3 separate regions of the Mus musculus genome follow, and regions 2 and 3 are each linked to region 1. Evidence: chromatin contacts called from public Hi-C and HiChIP or PLAC-seq data. All regions are on one chromosome and are shown on one strand. The core of a region is the stretch at or near the end of the contact, and the rest is flanking DNA. Distances in the headings are between cores, read along the strand shown. Region 1 overlaps Kcnd3 (potassium voltage-gated channel, Shal-related family, member 3). Region 2 holds the start of Kcnd3 (potassium voltage-gated channel, Shal-related family, member 3). Region 3 overlaps Kcnd3 (potassium voltage-gated channel, Shal-related family, member 3).

Region 1 (2,871 bases), core at 126-2,625:
CAGAACAAAATCCTTACTTAAGAGAGACGTGAACTTTCTAGAATAGTAATAATAGACATACTGACAACAGCTAATGTTTAGGATGCTTTAGTTAAACTGATCATTGTTATGATCACATGGAAGCTAGAATTTCTTGGAGTGGGTGAAAGCTGGGGCTTGTAATAGGAAGAGCCAAGAAAAATGGGAAGGCAGAAGGGGCTGGCCTGAGGGAGGAGCCCAACCAGCATCCACATCCCGGGACTCAGCGCGTAGCCCCTTGACTTTTGTGGGGTTCTCTCTGAAGAGCTCATCTAGTCTAGGAATCACAGCTATTATTAGGGGTCCCACAACACCAGGAAACCACGCAGGTTGAATTTTTATTAAATTAAGTTGATTAGTTTATTTTGAGGCAGAGCCTCATGTAGCTCAGGCTAGCCTCATAGCTTCCAAACAGGATTCTAATACCCACCTTTCTTGTTAGTTAAGTACTGGAATTCCAGAGAGAGAGAGAGAGAGAGAGAGAGGCTGACAGTGGCAGTAACAGCTAACTTGAACCCACTGGAATTTATGGGTATGATCTACATACTGCCACTGTTAGGTGGCTGCTATTAATATTAGACTCATTTTATACATAAGGACTTCTACTGTGTGACTCCAAAGTGTGTACATTTCAGGTACTTCTCTCTGCTTCCCTCTAGTAAGAAATGTTGGTTTTATCCAGGACATCTCCCTTACCTAAACTGAGACATCCTGAGGATTGTCTGGGACTGAGCAGAGGAGAAGAAATGGGTCTTCAAAGAACCTAGCAGGAGAGAAACTACTGTCTTTTCTCTGGAACCCTGCATAGAGGAAAAGTAGGAAAAGAGACTTAATGGTTCAAAATTGTTCTGATCTGTTTTTTTTTTTTTTCTCGCTGGTCAAATGGGACTGGCTGCAGGTTCTTAGAGGCACAGTAGGGAGGGTGAAGGCAGCCACCTTCAGCTCAGAGGCTCCTGGGAATTGTATTTAAGAGCCCCAGGATCATCCTTGATCCAAGCTGCCTATCACGGGCCATCTTCCACAGAGACCAGGCTCTATCTACATTTTCTGGGCTCCCAGAAGTGGCCGCAAGATGTGATAAAGGCTCCATTCCCAGGGCTTCCCAGTTATAACTTCCCTAAGGTTTATGAACAGAGGTGACACTCAGCCTTTCCTTCTCCCACCTGTGGCTGTCTTAGAATAACTATCTCATGCTCCATGTTCCTGTCTTTGTTTTTGGCTCACTACTCCTCTTGTTTGAATAGATGAAAAAGTGTGTTTAGATTATTCAGCCCCATCTGTCAATAGTCACCAATCTGAACTGCCTGTCCTACAGAGGCCAGCTCCCTCACTGTCCCCTTAGAAAACAAATGCCATCTGTGAGCTCAGGCATTGCCAGCTGCTGCCACAACAATCCCCCCTGGCTGAAGGATGCTGGTGATTCTGATGGAGGATGCCTAGTCCTTCCCAGAGCCAGGGCAAACTATTCAGAGCAGGCCTTCTGCTCAGAGGCTCTGTCTTCCATGTTCCTTCAGCAAGCTCAGGGTCTGTTATGAACCCCAAGCCCAGGATCTTAGTCTGTTTAGTATTGCTATAATAGAATACCACAGTGTGGGCAATGCGCAAAGCAAAGGACTCTGCTTCTTACAGTTCTTAAACCCAGGAACTGCAATATCAAGGAGTGGACATCTGGTAATAACCAATTTTCTTTGTCACAACATGACAGAGGGCAGCATATGTCAGACAAAGACAGCATGCCAGCTTGAGTCTGTCTTCCTCTAATCCTATCATGGGGGGCACACCTAAATGACTCCACCTAATCCCAATTAACTACCAAAGGCTTTGTTCCAAATATCATCAACATGAATTTGGCGATTAAGTTTCCAATGCATGAAATTTGGGGGAGATTCAATCTGGGGTGTGGCAAGAGCCCACCCACCAGTTCTGCTTGGCACACTGCCTCTTATCTAGATGGACATTCTTGCTCTTTCTTGCCATTTTTTTTGTCACCAGAGCCACTGCTGGGCTTTTGCTCTCAACAAACAAGGTACCTGGAATGGAGTCACCACCTTCTCTATACCTCCAAGTCTCATAATACCCACAATCCTCTGGGGTCTCGCTGACCCCCAAACCTAGATTCCCATTGATCCTGAGGAGAGGCAGGCTGGCTGAACAGAGCCACTTTCCAAGCTGTGGTCCCTTTTTTCTTCCTTTGTCACTGAACCCATATGGTTGAGGACTTAGCATTCATTCCAGAATTACTCTGGAACCCATGGGGTGCAAAGACAGTTCTACCCACTTTCTGCTGTCGTGTATGTGGCTTCACTGTGGCGAAAGAGAAAGCCCGGTGAGCAAATGGCTGCAGCATACTGCTCTGAGAGCTTAGGTAGCAGCACAGCCAGACCAACTAAATTCTACGAGGACTGATTGGAGACCGGATGTGGTGTGCATGCCCTTGGGAGGTGGAGGCAGGAGGATTAAGAACTCTACATCATAGTTACCTATGTAGGACTTTCAAGGCTAACCTGGACTACCTGAAAGCCTGCCTCAAAACCAAAATAAACCACAGGAGGGCAGAAAAAAAAGGAGGAAGACAAAATGATGTCTGATTGTCTTATGGTGTGTGGCTGGGAGAAGATCTAAAATGAAATGAATAGATACATGCCCAGATCGTGAGGAATGAGAAACAAACCTCTGGGCAAACAAGCTTCTGCTGACACCAGACTAGTGACGTGCAAGCCAATACTTCAGGCAGAGAGGACAGGGTGCAGGAGTCAACCAGAGTCCTTGAGATGCAGAGCACAGAGGAGAGGGAGAGGTGGGCAGATCATGAAACCATTGTCCTTGGGGATCTGTAGGTCACCAGCTCTAATG
Region 2 (2,871 bases), core at 243-2,742, 170 kb after region 1:
AACAACGTGGGCTGAATTAAATGCCAGCACTAAGAAAGCACAGGAATCTAGTTGATTTCCAGGTAACTTCTCTGCCCATCCCTAGTGTAAACACTCTGTTAAAACAAATTTGAACCCCCTTCCCTATGGTCTCTCGGGACACTTATGGGACCTTTCCCGGGAAAGAAAAGATGTGCCAGGCAGGACGAGCTGGACCAGCCTCATCCTCTAACAGGCAAACACAGGCTCGCCTGGCTGGAGAACTTTGCAAAGCGCCCCAAACGGCTCCCAGCTTCCACTCTCAGCCATTTCTCTTCTCAGCTCACAAAGAGCGGGGACGGAGCAAACCGTCGCCACCTGCAGCCAGGTCCCGGGGCGCTGCTCCTGGCGCCCGGCGAGGGAAGGCAGGCCAATGGCAAGAGGGCAGAGGTTCACACCCCCACCCCCAAACCTCTCGGCGCCCCAGTGCCCGGAGGTGGCTCTGCAGCCCAGGGAACCGACGCCCCCAGGCCGGCTGCTTGCTCCCCCACGGCCCGGCCCCACCCCCAATCCTTCCGGCGCCCCAGCGCCCACCCACCCGGGCGCGGGAGTGGGAGGGTGCCGCGTGGGCAGCGGGAGCAACAGGCGTGGGAGCAGCGCTCCTCGCACTTGCTGTCTCTGGGAGGCTCGGTCGTTTCCCTCTTACCTTCGCCGAAGCCAGCCCCAGGCCCCGCGCCCCGCGCGCGCGAGGAAGCTGAGGCCAGGGGCCGCCGAGGCGCAGAGCGCCCAGCAGCGCGGGGAAGCGCCCAGCAGCCGCCGCTCGGGCGGCTCCTCCTCGCCGGCGAAGTCTCGCTCGTCCCTCCTTCACTCGGTCGGTTCGTGCGTCGGTCCGTCCGTGGGGCCGTTCCTCCCCCGCTGCCGCCGCCGCCGCCGCCGCCACCGCCACCGCCGCTCCAGCCCGGGCTTGGCAGCGTGTCCCCTCCCCGCCTAGCCGCTCCGCTCTCGGGCTCGTGAGCTCCGGTTCGCTCGTTCCCTGCCCCCGCCGCCGCTGATGCCGGGCAGAGCGGAGCCGGGCCGGCCACGGGCTGCCTCTCCCGAGGAGGCGGTGGGGGCGCGGCGCGGGCGGGGCGGAGAGGAGAGTCCGGGGGAGGCGGCGAGGCTGCGCCCTCCGCTCCCCACCGATCCCCACGGGCCGAGCGGCCCCAGGCCGGGCCCGAGAGAGCAGAGCGGCCAGGCTGCGGAGGGAGCGAGGAGGAGGACCCGGGAGCCTAGCCGCCGGAGGGTGCCCAGGGCGAGGGCGTGCGAGGGGGAGTGACTCTGCGCGAGGGTGTGTGTGTGTGTGTGTGTGTGTGTGTGTGTGTGTGTAGGGCGCGCGCGTGAGTGGGGGGGCTGCAGCGGGGGGGGGGAGGCGGGGAGACTAGGCAGAGCCTGGTGCGTCTCCCCAGGAGAGTGGAGGAATCCTAGGGTGTGCCTGGAGGTGGTAGTGGAGTGTGCGGACGCGAGTGTGAGCGCGTGTGCCGGCGAGGGTGGGCATGGGGCGAGCGTGGCAAGGTGAGCTTGGCTTGGGGGTGGGGGAGGAGCCGGGCGTGCGGCGTGATCGTGAGTTCGGGGGCGTGTGTGGCTGGGGACTTAGGAAGAGGTGGTAGGGAGCGCTGGCGTGTATGCGCGTGGGGTGTGTACACTTAACTGGCTGTCTGTTTCCCATTCACTGTCCACGCGGTAGAGCAACTAACTCCTCTCCTTGGTCACCTAGTGAGGTGCAGCTGGTCGCCGCGCAAGCTTACAGGCTGACCCTGAACAGTCAGGTGTGTTTGCCAAAGCTGGGAAGATCCCACGGAAGACAAACTGCCTTTATCTCCGCGTAAGAGCCACTGTCGTTCAGGAGTGACCTCTGACACATGGCCAGAAGGTCAGGATTCGCTCCAATACCCCACCACGAATACCCAGAATTAAGACTGGGGATTTAGGAACTCTCATTTCTCTATCTTTCCAAAGCGGGCCCAGGCCCTGGATCCTTTCCAGAGCCCAGAGTTATCTATTGCTTAGTACTCGGACCCAGCGTGAGGAGTGGGACAACCACGGGAGCATAGGATCCAGCTGAGAGTCCCAGGACCATCGCGGCAGCAGAGTAGAGCCCAGTCCTGGCTGCTAAGCCAAACCGTGGCCGGCTTTCCCTGTGTCTCCGGCCTGGGTGCTGGGACTCCCGAGCCTGGAGATCGCGAAGCAAGCAGCTTCGTGCCTCTGCCCGGACCGGAACGCCTTGGCTTGAGAGATGGCAGCTCTGAGTATGGAAAGGTGTGTGCTGAAACACAAAAGCAGAGGAAAGAGAAATGTGCGGAGAGGGTGAAGGCGTGAGTCAAGAATAGGGTTTCTGGTTTGTGGCAAACCGATCCTGTTCCAGAAGTGCAAGTCGAGGAGTAGTTATTGAGGTCTCAGCTACTCTGGGCCTCCAGTACTTCTGAGCTTCTTTTTCATAGGCTCACTTACCCTAACCAAAGCTCCTTTAAGTTTGTCAGTATGAAAGGTGTACAATTGGCCCTTCAAGAGGTGGGTGTGGACCCCATTAACATTTGCCCAGAGTCCAAGAACCCCGTGAGATTTGCATACTCATTTGCATACAGTACTAATGATTAACAACACTGCCACTCCCTGGCCAACCCTGGAAGAATTCAGGGAAGGCCCTGGCGAGGATTCTCCCTCCCTCCTCTATTTGGGAGAGGTTTTTGTTGTTGTTGCTACTGCTAGTGGTGGTGGGGTTTTGTTTTGTTTTTTTGTTTTTTAAATCTCAGTTGAATTGACTCCTGAGAGAAGGTTCTCTGTCTCTGAGAAGCCTGGTCCCAGTAGTGACATTTTCCTTTGATCTAACACCTTCTGTCCAGTTTTGGAGCAGTGAAAATATAATATCTTATTTCT
Region 3 (2,871 bases), core at 254-2,753, 140 kb after region 1:
AGCTCAGCTCTACTGGGTGGTGAAAGGCCAGTGCTAAGCCATCCACCCCAGATGCCTCCCATGCTCACTCATCAGCTGCAGAGCTGTGAGTAAGCCCATGCTAGACCATCCTTAGGGAACCACAGATGGCTTGAAGAAGAATAGAGCCAGCTAGACTGTGACAACTGCCCTGTCCACTTAACCCACAGAATCACGAGAAGTGATCAACATTTAAAGTTGATCAAAGTTTAAGCTGATGCTACATTTTTAGGGCGATGTTCTGTGAAGTAAGAGCTAACTGGTTCAGATGCTCACGAAGGAGCTGATGAAGGCGCTAGAAAATAAGTTGTGCTCTCTTTTAGAGCTGTGACCATGGGAAAGCAGTCTGGTGTAGAGGTTACAGAGTACAGTGGCAGAAAGCCCAAGACTAAGATCTTCACCAATGAGTCACGTGCTCTTGGATAAGTCACTTTAACTCTGTGCCCACGTTTTCTCATCTGTAGGGCAGAGATGATAATGCCTCTTGATGGAGATGCTATGTAAACAATAAATACAAAACACCTATAGGACTGCCTGGTCTACTATAGGAGGCATTTCCTATTACTACTCAGACACACAGCCCTGCTACTTTTGTAGCTGTCATGTGGAGGGTGCATGCTGGCCACCAGGTTCCCAGCTCCAGTAGGGCTGATAAGGCAGAGACGTGGTGTTTCCATGGAGAATAGAGGCCTAAGATCATGGGAGATGGCCAGAAAAAAAAAGTTTGTGAATGACTGCATCTGATATTTTTTCCTTCCGTTATGTCCAAATCCCTGACAAGAAGCAAATGAACAGAGGAAGGGTTATCTTGGTTCACACTTCAAGAGTGTATTCAAAGAACAGAAATTATGGCCAGGAAGGCATGGTGGTGGCAGGAACATGATACAGCTGGCCACATTGCATCTGCAGTCAGGAAGCAGAGAGCAATAAATGCTGGTGTCCAGCTTTCTTTCTCCTATAAACCAGTCCAGAACACCCACTTCCATAGGATAGACCCATTCACATTTAGTTCAGTTTCAACTCAATCTAGAAACTACCTCATAGATATGCTTAAAAGTTTGTCTCTCTAGGGATGCGAAATCTTGTCACAATAGCAGTTAACATTAACCGTCACAATTATCTTCTAGGCAGCTTTCTGGGGGCTGAGATGAGCCCAGAAATGTGGCTTTGCTCACCCACTGTGGCACCAACACACACATATGGTTTCTTCTTTTTTGAAAGATTTACTGCTAATTCATGGTGTTGGTTGATCTCATTATAAGCTGGTTATCTTCCTAGAGACACCACCTCAGTGTTCATAGGAAGTAATTCTCCGCAAAGAGAAAACAGAGAGAGAACATGACCCTACCCTGGATATTCCTAATGCTACCCATAGCCAGTGTCTTTAAACTGCCTCTGGTTATAACTCTATTGCTGGTCAGGAGAGAAATGAACACTTACACACCAATGGAGATGCCTGGGCTGCTGGCCAGGGCCCAGCGGGGAGAGGAGAGGGGCCAAGACTCCTCCTGGGTCACAGGACTAGGCTCTGGGAGCTGCCTGCTTTGCACACAGTGCTGAGCTGAAGCAGATTTCCACTACAGATGGCCCAGTTGGGACCCTAATAGCAGGTGGGTGAAGTGATCCCTCAGACAGCCAAAACACAGGATATTGAAGCAACCCATGACTTGTGGGCCATAGCACACATGTTAGGAATAAGAGATACAGGTATGGGAGAGACACAGGACTCTCCAGCTTCCAAGGTGGCTAGGAGGGTTGGAAACAGAGCTCTTAACAATGTCCCCTGCCTCAAGAGGCTTGGAAGGCCCCAGGGTAAACAGGTAAGGCCTATAACCATATAACCACACTGGAGAACACAGTTCTAGGAGAAAATGACACTAAAGCTGAGTTAGGAAAGTGACACAAATTTGCCGGGGGTGGGGTTCCCCTGTGCTGGATTTGTTTGCTTGGTTTTGTTTGTTTGTATGTTTCTGTTTTTAAGCAGAATTAAAGTGGTATTTTCAAAATTCTTGATGTTACTAAGAAGACACCAGAATAGGATAGAAACAGAAATGGCTAGGGCTCCTCCAAAACTAGGAAAGAGGAAGCGTCCTCCTAACCAAGGTGGGCTGCATCGGGAGAAAGGACTCCCATGGTACTGGAGTATTGGGGGCCGGCTGCTTTCTTGCTTTGTAGTTCATCTCCTTTCACAGCCCAGTTTATGTGTTTTTCCAGGTCATCTTGGTCATTTTCTGTGCCAGGTGATTGGACTTGATAGATGTTCATCATAGTATAAGGTCAGAACACATGGCCAACATGTCAGAAATGTCTGTTGCTTAAATAAAGGATCTGGGCAACAACATACTGGAGTTCCAGCAGCAGCTGGAGGCTCTGTTGCCCCTGCCCACCCACCCTTAACACTTTTTTCCATAAACAAGACTAAAAATTCAAGGAAGAGTCACCTGGCAATTTTCTCTAGATTCTCCAGGTTCAGAGAAACTCTTTGAGAAAAGGAGGTAGGGGAGGGGTCCAGCCATCTAAGAACCTTTTCATCTCCAGGAAATCTCTCCCTGCCCCTCTCCCTGTCCCTGTCCTTTCCCCTCTCTTCCCTCCCCTCCCCCCACTCCTGGATTCCAAAGAATACAGGAGTCATCCTGAAGATACAGCTCTGGAACAGGATAGGAAAGAGGGCCACCTCAAAACAAAAGGACTCCAGATGGCAAAAAGAAAACAATGATGATAGCCCAAGTTACTGGAGAGCTTTCCTTGCCTCGTCCACCACCCTCACAACAGGTAGTCCTTCTCATACTTGCTCTCTCTCTCTCTCTCTCTCTCTCTCTCTCTCTCTCTCTCTTTCATATGCACACACAGAGT

Evidence for each region. A called contact is a pair of places that touch in the nucleus more often than the background predicts. HiChIP or PLAC-seq counts read pairs in DNA pulled down with a chosen protein or histone mark.
Region 2: an H3K27ac HiChIP or PLAC-seq map of oligodendrocyte precursor cells shows a contact between it and region 1, with 4 times the contacts expected there. The contact joins the promoter of Kcnd3 here to the enhancer-like site in region 1. A contact is called at or near these places in 3 of 39 promoter capture datasets (embryonic stem cells, hippocampal neurons and stem cell-derived epiblast-like cells), 5 of 484 Hi-C or Micro-C datasets (cerebellum, cortical neurons, embryonic stem cells and 2 more), 7 of 115 datasets of contacts at active chromatin or transcription factors (embryonic basal ganglia, embryonic forebrain, embryonic hindbrain and 4 more) and 4 of 9 other capture datasets (adipose tissue, embryonic stem cells, liver and 1 more).
Region 3: a contact with region 1 is called in a Hi-C map of cerebellum, with 1.6 times the contacts expected there. The contact joins two enhancer-like sites. A contact is called at or near these places in 3 of 484 Hi-C or Micro-C datasets (cerebellar granule neurons, cerebellum and embryonic stem cells) and 1 of 115 datasets of contacts at active chromatin or transcription factors (oligodendrocyte precursor cells).

Annotation. Positions count from the first base shown.
Region 1 is chr3:105,616,060-105,618,930 of GRCm38.p6, reverse strand. All of the region lies in intron 2 of Kcnd3 (potassium voltage-gated channel, Shal-related family, member 3), which reads right to left. Among named protein-coding and RNA genes, the nearest start is that of Ddx20, 70 kb to the left of the region's middle. Within about 2 kb of position 1,375, at least 8 of the 459 cell types and tissues checked have an H3K27ac peak or open chromatin away from gene starts, as enhancers often do. A contact at or near this core is called in cerebellum and oligodendrocyte precursor cells, where this site is marked.
Region 2 is chr3:105,450,511-105,453,381 of GRCm38.p6, reverse strand. Kcnd3 (potassium voltage-gated channel, Shal-related family, member 3) reads right to left here and starts at 1,492. Exons shown (of 8, transcript NM_019931.2): 1 at 665-1,492. Kcnd3os (potassium voltage-gated channel, Shal-related family, member 3, opposite strand) reads left to right here and starts at 427. Exons shown (of 4, transcript NR_040759.1): 1 at 427-829; 2 at 1,712-1,867; 3 at 1,954-2,253.
Region 3 is chr3:105,475,278-105,478,148 of GRCm38.p6, reverse strand. All of the region lies in intron 2 of Kcnd3 (potassium voltage-gated channel, Shal-related family, member 3), which reads right to left. Among named protein-coding and RNA genes, the nearest start is that of Kcnd3os, 24 kb to the right of the region's middle. Within about 2 kb of position 1,503, at least 6 of the 459 cell types and tissues checked have an H3K27ac peak or open chromatin away from gene starts, as enhancers often do. A contact at or near this core is called in cerebellum, where this site is marked.